Regions from separate parts of the Sus scrofa genome. Here region 2 is linked to region 1. Evidence: chromatin contacts called from public HiChIP or PLAC-seq data. All regions are on one chromosome and are shown on one strand. Each heading gives the region's core, a stretch centred on a gene start, on an enhancer-like site or on the middle of the called end of the contact. The rest is flanking DNA. Distances are from core to core; before and after follow the strand shown. Region 1 overlaps LOC106508846 (a long non-coding RNA gene). Region 2 overlaps AKAP7 (A-kinase anchor protein 7).

The links. HiChIP or PLAC-seq counts read pairs in DNA pulled down with a chosen protein or histone mark.
Region 2: a contact with region 1 is called in an H3K27ac HiChIP or PLAC-seq map of alveolar macrophages. The contact joins two enhancer-like sites. A contact is called at or near these places in 3 of 47 Hi-C or Micro-C datasets (liver and skeletal muscle) and 1 of 2 datasets of contacts at active chromatin or transcription factors (alveolar macrophages).

Annotation. Positions count from the first base shown.
Region 1 is chr1:32,047,085-32,051,660 of Sscrofa11.1, forward strand. The region is part of intron 4 of LOC106508846 (a long non-coding RNA gene); the gene reads right to left. Among named protein-coding and RNA genes, the nearest start is that of ARG1, 29 kb to the left of the region's middle. Within about 2 kb of position 2,262, at least 3 of the 83 cell types and tissues checked have an H3K27ac peak or open chromatin away from gene starts, as enhancers often do. A contact at or near this core is called in alveolar macrophages, where this site is marked.
Region 2 is chr1:32,243,607-32,248,182 of Sscrofa11.1, forward strand. All of the region lies in intron 8 of AKAP7 (A-kinase anchor protein 7), which reads right to left. Among named protein-coding and RNA genes, the nearest start is that of AKAP7, 120 kb to the right of the region's middle. Within about 2 kb of position 2,430, at least 8 of the 83 cell types and tissues checked have an H3K27ac peak or open chromatin away from gene starts, as enhancers often do. A contact at or near this core is called in alveolar macrophages, where this site is marked.

The DNA of each region.
Region 1 (4,576 bases), core at 1,012-3,511:
GTCAATTAAACTTTGACAAAGGAGGCAAGAACATAAAATGCGGAAAAGACAGTCTTTTCAGCAAGTATTGATGGGAAACCTGGACAGCTGAATGCAAATCAATGAAACTACAACACACCCTCACACCATGCATGAAAATAAACTCGAAATGGCTTCAAGACTTAGATATAAGACAAGACGCCATCAAACTCCTGGAAGAGAACATAGCCAAAACCCTCTCTAACATCAACCTTCCAAATGTTTTCTCAGGTCAGTCTCCCAAGCAACAGAAATAAAAGCAAAAATAAACCAATGGGACCTAATCAAACTGACAAGCTTTTGCACAGCAAACGAAACCAAAAAGAAAACAAAAAGACAACTTACAGAATGGGAGAAAATGGTTTCAAATGATGCAACTGACAAGGGCTTAATCTCTAGAATATACAAGCAACGTATACAACTCAACAGCAAAAAAACCAACAACCCAATGGGCAAAAGACATGAATAGACATTTTTCCAAGGAAGATGTACAGATGGCCAATATCCCTGATATCATATTAGAGAAATGCAAATCAAAACTACCACGAGATACCACCTCACACCAGTCAGTATGGCCATCATTAATAAATAACAAATGCTGGAGGGGGTGTGGAGAAAAGGGAACCCTCCTGCACTGTTGGTGGGAATGTAAGCTGGTACAACCACTACGGAGAACAGCATGGAGGTACCTTAGAAATCTATACATAGAACTACCATATGACCCAGCAATCCCACTCTTGGGCATATATCCAGACAAAACTTTCCTTAAAAAAGACACGTGCACCCGCATGTTGATTGCAGCACTATTTACCATAGGCAAGACATGGAAACAACCCAAATGTCCACCTAAGATGATTGGATCAGGAAGATATGGTATATATACACAATGGAATACTACTCAGCCATAAAAAGAACACGATAATGCCATTTGCAGCAACATGGATGGAACTAGAGACTCTCATACTGAGTAAAGTCAAGTCAGAAAGAGAAACGCAAATACCATATGTTATCACTTATATCAGGAATCTAGCATATGGCACAAATGAACCTTTCCACAGAAAAGAAAATCCTGGACTTGGAGAATAGACTTGTGGTTGCCAAGGGGGAGGGGGAGGAGTAGGGTGGATGGGGAGCTTTGGGTTAATAGATGCAAACTATTGCCTTTGGAATGGATTAGCAATGAGATTCTGCTGTGTAGTGCTGGGAACTATGTCTAGTACTTATGATGGAGCATGATAATGTGTGAAAATAGAATGTGTACATATATGTGTAACTGGGTCACCATGCTGTACAGTAGAAAAAAAACTGTATTGGGGAAATAACAATTTTAAAAAAGATTTCACTTAATTATTATATCAATTTAAGTTGCTGCCTTCTCCACTGACAAGAGATTGTAGCAATTTCATCATCTTTCTCTTTCTGGTACAGAGAGGGAGACACCCTCACCAATGAAGATTTCCCTGATAAATGGAAATGTCCCTGACCAAAGGGTAACTTCTGTTCAGTTTTCAAAGCTTCCCTTGTGTCTGCTATTTCTTAAAAAAGACCAGCTCAAGACAATCCTTATGCCAAAGAGGCATATTTGGGGGTGCATATTCTGCTCTCCTTTATGGCCAATTAGAAAGCACATTTTTCACTGAGTTAATTATTTTCCATAACCTGTAACTGCATTATAGTACAAAGTTGTCATATCTCTGGGGATTTGTAACTACTCAGCCTAAAACTTAAGTCTCTGTTGGCTGTGTTGGCCATATCCAGCAGCCATAGCAATCCACAGCTTCACTGATGGGAAATGTGGGAGTATTAGCTGGCTAGGGCTGTCATCAAAAAAAATAGAAATCTATTCTTTCACAGTTCTAGAAGCTAGAAGTCCAAGGTGAAAGTGTCAGTAGGACTGGTTCTTTCTGAGGGCTGTGAGAGAGAATCTCTCCTCAGCTTTTGGTGGTTTATGAGCAATTCTAGGTGCTCTGGTTTTTAGAAGCATCACCGCCACCTCTGCCTTGGTTGTCACAAATTTCCCCCTTTTATAAGGACGCCAGTCCTGTTGGATTAGGGTGTACCCTAATGACCACATATTAACTTGATTACCTCTATAAAGACCCTATTGCCAAATAGGATCTCATTCTGAGGTACTGGGGGTTGAGACGTCAACATATGAACTTGGGGGATAGATAGGGTACTGTTCTACCCTTTACAGTGGGGAAGAGCTAAGTCTCTGATTGTGTGAAACCACAGTCTTGAAAAGCCTAGAGTCACAGAGTGCACAAGCCTGAGCATCAACAGGGAGGGGGGTCCCAGGGAAAGGGTGCCACCTCCCTTGCCATGGATTACGGCAACATAGCTTCTACCTCTTCACATATTGGTGTTCACATGAGATTTCCTGAAAAAAGGAAAACTGTCAGGAAGGGAAAAGGGGAGTTGTTCAATGGATACAGGGTTTCTATTTTACAAGATGAAAAGGTCTAGAGTTCTGGTGCACAGCAAAGTACCTCTGCCTATCACTACTGTACTCTACACACTTACAAATGGTTCAGACGGTAAATTTTATGTTACGTGATTTTTATCACATTTTTTGAACAAAGCACCCCAAACTATATTTGCTCAACTGATTTTTGTCTTACAGCAATATTTCCTGAAGAGGAGACTCACAGACGATGACTCATTTTCCCAACATATGCAGTTTTTAAAGGTTACACTCCACTTACTGTTAGCATATTGGCTATATTCCTGTGTTGTACAATACATCCTTGTGGCCTATCTTACACCCAATAGTTTGTAACTCCCACTTCTCCACCTCTTATGTTGCCCCTCCCCGTCTTACTGGTAATGAGTAGTTTGTTCTCTGTATGTGTACCACAATTTTTTAAAAAAAGAGAAGTCTGTCATAAACCCATGCTCCATGGAAGGACTAACCATGCCCTGTAGCCTGTGCCACACCACACAGTGACAGCTGTATTTGCACAGGAAAAACAAATGTCAGCCACATTCTGCCCCTCGCTCCATCACCACAATTTCTTCTTACCCTGAAATTCCAAGAATCTCTGAGAACTAATTCTCCTGTTTTACAAAGTTATTTTTCCTCCCTCCTGAGAATGAATCTGATTTTCTTAAGAAACGTTCCAATGCATACGTGGTTTTGGTTCAATGACAGTTATAGGCAAAGCATGAAACCTGAAAATTTCAACCTTGCTCCTTTCTATATTTTTTTTATTGTGTATGACTTTGGAAATACAAACCAAAAAATAAAGATAAAATAATACCATGATCCAAGGACTAAAATTGGAAATCAAAACACAATATATAAGCCATCCAAGAAGATGTGAAGTGCTATTGGATTGTGGTTTTATTTTACGTTTCTCTAAGGACAAATGTGACCATATTTTCATGTGCTCATTGGCCATGTAAGAATATACATTTAGAGAAAAAATGCATATTCAAATTCATTGCTTTTTTTTTTTTTTTTTGTATTTTTGCTATTTTCTTGGGCCACTGCGGTGGCATATGGAGGTTCCCAGGCTAGGGGTCTAATCGGAGCTGTGGCTGCCGGCCTACACCACAGCTCACGGCAACTCCGGATCCTTAACCCACTGAGCAAGGCCAGGGATCGAACCCGCAACCTCATGGTTCCTAGTCGGATTTGTTAACCACTGCACCACGACGGGAACTCCTGTAAGAATTCTTTATATGCCACGGATACCAAAACTTTATCAGATACATGATTTACAGGAAAGTATCCGTAGTATACAAATACTGGTTCCCAAACTTTGTTAATAAAATCTATTACACAAGGGGGCGCTAGATTACATATAATAAATTAATCTCGTAAAAGAACAGACAAATTAGCTTTAGAATATAATTTAACATAAAATAAATTGTAGCTATAGTTGAGAATTGTCAGTATTAACCAATTGAAGAGTTTTTTTCACATTCCACGTGGAATTTAATCTCTTTTTACATCTGAGATTTCAAAAGTTTCTTTGAATGAATTCTACACACACACACACACACACACACACACACACACAAACATGCATGGCAAATCAATGCACCCATCTCTCATTTGATCTGAAATAGCAATGAGGTCTAAGAGTATTTAGCTTTCTTACCTATGTAATGCATTAAGTAATTAGAAGCATTTGTCAAACTCCACTGGTGATGCAGCATGTCTTTTAAAAGGTTATTCATTTACACGGATTTTAAATTTAAACATTTAAGGGAATTACATGTTATCATGAATCATAGTTCATTCTGGCCGGGTCATTCCTCCTAACTTTACACTTTCCCATCCCACAGAGGTATTTATAGGAACTATCAAGAACAAATCAGCAAAATTTTCAGGAGAGGGAAGAAATATCCGGAAACATTTATGTCCTCATTTCAAATTTGTCCAGTAAATGTCCATAGTATAAAGATTTGAATTTATGTAGAGGAAAAAAATCAGACATCTCTAATTAAAGTCCAAGGGGGAAAATTTTCACAGTTCTAAATCTCATTCTGCAGACTGGGTATTCAATTAATACTTTTTTAAAGATAACCCAAAAGTTTACTAAGTCTCTCC
Region 2 (4,576 bases), core at 1,180-3,679, 200 kb after region 1:
CTACTTGAATGTTCAACAGTGAAAATGCTCCCCAGAGCTGCTGGAAGTCACATTCCCATCACTGCGTGAAGCTTGAGAAGGTGTGGACACAGCCCCCACCGGCAAATGAAGCTTGAGAGGGTGAGAACGCAAAGTTGAAAGAAGCGATGGAGAGATGGAGAGGTGGTACTGTCTCTAAGTCAGTCTCTATCCCTGTCTTGTTTGCATGTGTAAACCAACAAGTTCTCCCTTTCAATAAAAACAGAATAAACCTGCCTGCATCTGTCCTTTCACTGCCTTGACTCTTTTTGCTGCCCTTTTCTATTTCTGCTCTGACAGAGATTCCCAGATCCTCTGAAGAATTCCTCAGACTTTTCAGAACACTCTACTGACTGCCTTGCCCCCCAGTGTCTGAGCCTTTGGTTCCTCTTAACATCCAAAACCCCGAGAGCACCACTTATCACTCCCAAACCCCCATTCCTCCTGCCTACAGGTCTCCTCTGCCAATGCCCTTCCCCCCAATTCACCAACCTGCCCTCTATCAGCATGGACAGTGAACATCATTAACTTTGAATGAGTGAAGGGGGTTAAGGAAATATTCACCAAGATTATGTCAATTGTATCTCAGTAAAACTGGTGAAAAAAGGAAATACTCACCAAAGAAATCATAAGACTTCAGAACACATACTTGAGAAATTTCAAAAGAATAAATTATTTTTACAGAATTTTCATAAACTGTGTGTGAAAATAGTCTAAAAATAATCTGTTCTTTTAAGTATGTTAAATTGATTTGGGTGAGAGTTTTTCTTAGAAATACCTTATTAACAATTACTTTGAATCACTGTAGCATACCTAATTTTAAAAAATATATTTTCTCCCAAAGCTGTTTAACTAATTCCCTGTGTTAAATTCTCTCTGTTAAAATAACTGGCGTAATTCCTATTTTCTTGACTGGATCCTGACATAAATTATTTCTGTGTTTTTCCCCCACAATGTAAATTCAGGAGGACTAAGACATGAATAACAGAGGCAAAGGGTACAGAATTAAGAGCAGCTATGAAGCGGACTTTTAAAAATAAAAACTGCATACTTCATGACCTTGCTTCCCCTTAGAACAATTTGTTTACTCTGCCTTTCAATTTAATATTCAGATTTCATACAATTTTACATACATACTTTCAGGTTTTATAAAATCTAAAAATCTGTGTATCTAATTTTACATTGAAGATTAAGTATATGGTGTACATTACACGGTATGAATGTATCACAATGAATTTTTATTTTAAATTTACTCTACCCATACTATAGAAAATTAATTTAAAACAGATGTAAATTTGGACAAAATGTTTTCACAAAATCTCATTCATAAAGACAATCATACAATAGGTAATATATCTTAGCTTGTTATCTCTAGGACCTGTTGATACCAATCGCCCACTGTTACTACGGAGTTCAATAATCAACATTTTATGTGGCACATCAGTAATACAACAGTGTACCTAGACAAGAACCCAAAGTTGTACATTACATTTGGGTTTTTTTTAATGGTTTTTATTTTTTCCTTTATAGCTGATTTACATTTAAAGCAAGGTTACTGAGCCTATAGGTACTAATTAAAAGAGCCATTAATAGTCACTATAAAATATGAAATAATAAAGAGGCATACTTTTTTTCAAAAAAAATGTTGGTCTTCTATTTAAAGAAAGAGGTTGGTGGCTTAAAACAGTTCGAAAAACTCTGCCTCAAAATATCCTCTTAGGTAATAAAAATGATTAATGCAAAATCTGACTATGATAAAGTCTTTGTGTTTTAGAACTCCCTTTCAGTATTTTCATTATTTATAACCAAAGTTATCCAAGCATAATTCGAATACTACTGGGTTTAACATATCTATATCATTTGGCTTCCAAAATCACCAAAATGTGTTAAAATGAACACTCACTGTCCCAATGTTAGCCCCCTGAAGCCATACAGAATAACTTCTTTCCCTTCCACATTAAAGAATCCTCCAAATGGCTGAAGACAATTTACCATCCAAGCTAAGCACCTGGAGTCCTTCAGTCTTCCTCTTATGCTGTGGTTTCCAGGCTCCTCGCCACCCTGGCCTTCCTCCTCAAGACACACTCCCCATTGTCAGAATTCTAAATAAGGTCTGACTGCTACAGATCTAGATAGAAAGTTTTAGATTAACACATCATCTGCTTGCCAGTTTATTAGCTATCATAAGCATCAATCAAAACTCGGGAAAAGCTGAGCTTCGCAGCTAACTTTAGCTGAATATTTTAAATGCTTAGAAAGTGTGAATTTTATTTTTGCTCTAACAGTCAGATGTAAGACATCAAATTGAAACCTGATGTAATTCACATGGCAAATGCCAACACCAACGATCTAACCACAAAGGGTGGGGAGGGGCCGCTGAGACACGTAAAAAAAGTGAATCAGTCTTTACCATGGGATTCTTACCAACTGGGTGACTTCTCTCTCTGGAGAATATGAAATCTTCTCTCTATGTACGCTAAACATCCTGTTTTCATGTCACTTTCTTCCTATAAAGATAATTTTTCTGTATACATATCTGAGGTTTACAAATGTTCTTGACTAAATTTGTAAGTCTAGGGGGCAGTGTGTAGAAACAAAATTATAAGCCTCTGCCTCAACCTTTAGTAAAATTAACATTATTTATGTCCTAGCTAGCATAACTTTAAATTAAAACTACAATTATTCTTTATATTTTCATCATATAATTCAGTTTTTGCCTCTGACTATTTGCTAAGGGCAAAGAACATTACTATACAATGCAAAGGCTGGTTTTAATAGTTCCAAGATCTATTAATTTGTACCTCTGACATTATAAATGCTTGTTTAAAGGAAATTTTATCTGCTAAACTGTTTGTTGTAGAAACTGTTTGCCCATGTCAAGCTGTAACCGCTGTGTGACAGGAGCTTCTGTAATAGGGAATTAACTCACTTTCACTATTTGGCTGACTTAGCTCTGTAACTTCCCTGGTATGGAAGGGGTGGGGTTTGCTTGTTGGACTGAGAACATCAAGATCCTTCCTATTGGCTTTTTCCTTTCAGGGCATGAAAAGTGTTGGGATCCAATATACCTCCTTCAAAAATGTGTATGGGAAAAGAATCTGAAAACGAATGAATGTGTGTATACGTATAACTGTATCACTTTGTTGTACAGCAGAAATTATCACAACAACTATACTTCAATAACACTTTAAACATGGAAAAAAGAAAGAAACCCTTCAACAATACAGATCATGTATCTTCACTGTATCTTCCTAACCCTTGGCTCCGAACTTTCCAAATGTGATGTGCTCCACGATGTTTCCTAGTTGAAGTGAACTGAATTAGTCTTCATAACAGCTCTCACTTAAGGCTAAATTTTATGGCCACTAAGGTGGAACATGAAAGGTCCGAAGAAATCAAAGACTTTTTACCTCTTCACTAGGTTTAAAAGATTTGTTCCAGAATGGGGCTGCTCTTACATACACGGAGTGTCCTCTAGAATATAACGGAAGCCTTTTGGTTGAAGGCGACAAAAACTTAACCCAAGCAAGTTAAACAAGGACGATTTATTGCTTCAATATAACAGAGAGGGTCCTACTTCGGCTGAGCTCAGAGGCTCCAACAATATCTTCAGGATCATCTCCTCTTTCCTTCTCTGGCCCCCTCCTTCTGCGCCATGTTCCTTCTCAGGAAGACTCCCCTTCACTCCCTGCCAGCCATCAATCTGAAGCTTACAGCTTTCCATTCACAACCCAAAAGGAAGACAGACCCTCTTATCAAATCTTTATAGAAAGACTGGTTAACTCCACTTGGACCATGTATCCCTCTCAGGGCAGGAAAGCAAGACCTCGTGATGGACAGAAACCCAAGGAGAGGGAGAGGGAGGCCCCCAGAGGGACGGAAGCTACACAGAAAAATGCTGGACGTCCACTCCACGATCCAAAGTCGGAAATCCCAAGTCCCTCTTTTCCCCTCCTGGACATGATGAAAATAAAACCATAGTCTGCCAAGCTGATTTCTTAGATGTAACATTTGTACAGTACACTCTCATTTGTTACAGAGAAATCCTATTTACTGGGTCAAGAGAATTATTCCAACCACAGTGTCAGGCATTTTATAGCCATAGCTTATTTCATTCTCACAATAAATAGATATTTAAGATGAGGGTACGGAGGCTTAGAGAAGTTACTTAGAATACTAAGTGGTACAGCCAAGGATGCAAGCTGAGTCCACCTGCCTCCAAAGTCCCCTGCTTTCAGCACTGAGAGTTTGGGCCTTTTTTGAAAATTTTTTTTTTTTTTTTTTTTTGTCTTTTGTCTTTTTGTTGTTGTTGTTGTTGCTATTTCTTGGGCCGCTCCCGCGGCATATGGAGGTTCCCAGGCTAGGGGTTGAATCGGAGCTGTAGCCACCAGCCTACACCAGAGCCACAGCAATGCGGGATCCGAGCCGCGTCTGCAACCTACACCACAGCTCACGGCAACGCCGGATCGTTAACCCATTGAGCAAGGGCAGGGATCGAACCCGCAACCTCATGGTTCCTAGTCGGATTCGTTAACCACTGCGCCACGATGGGAACTCC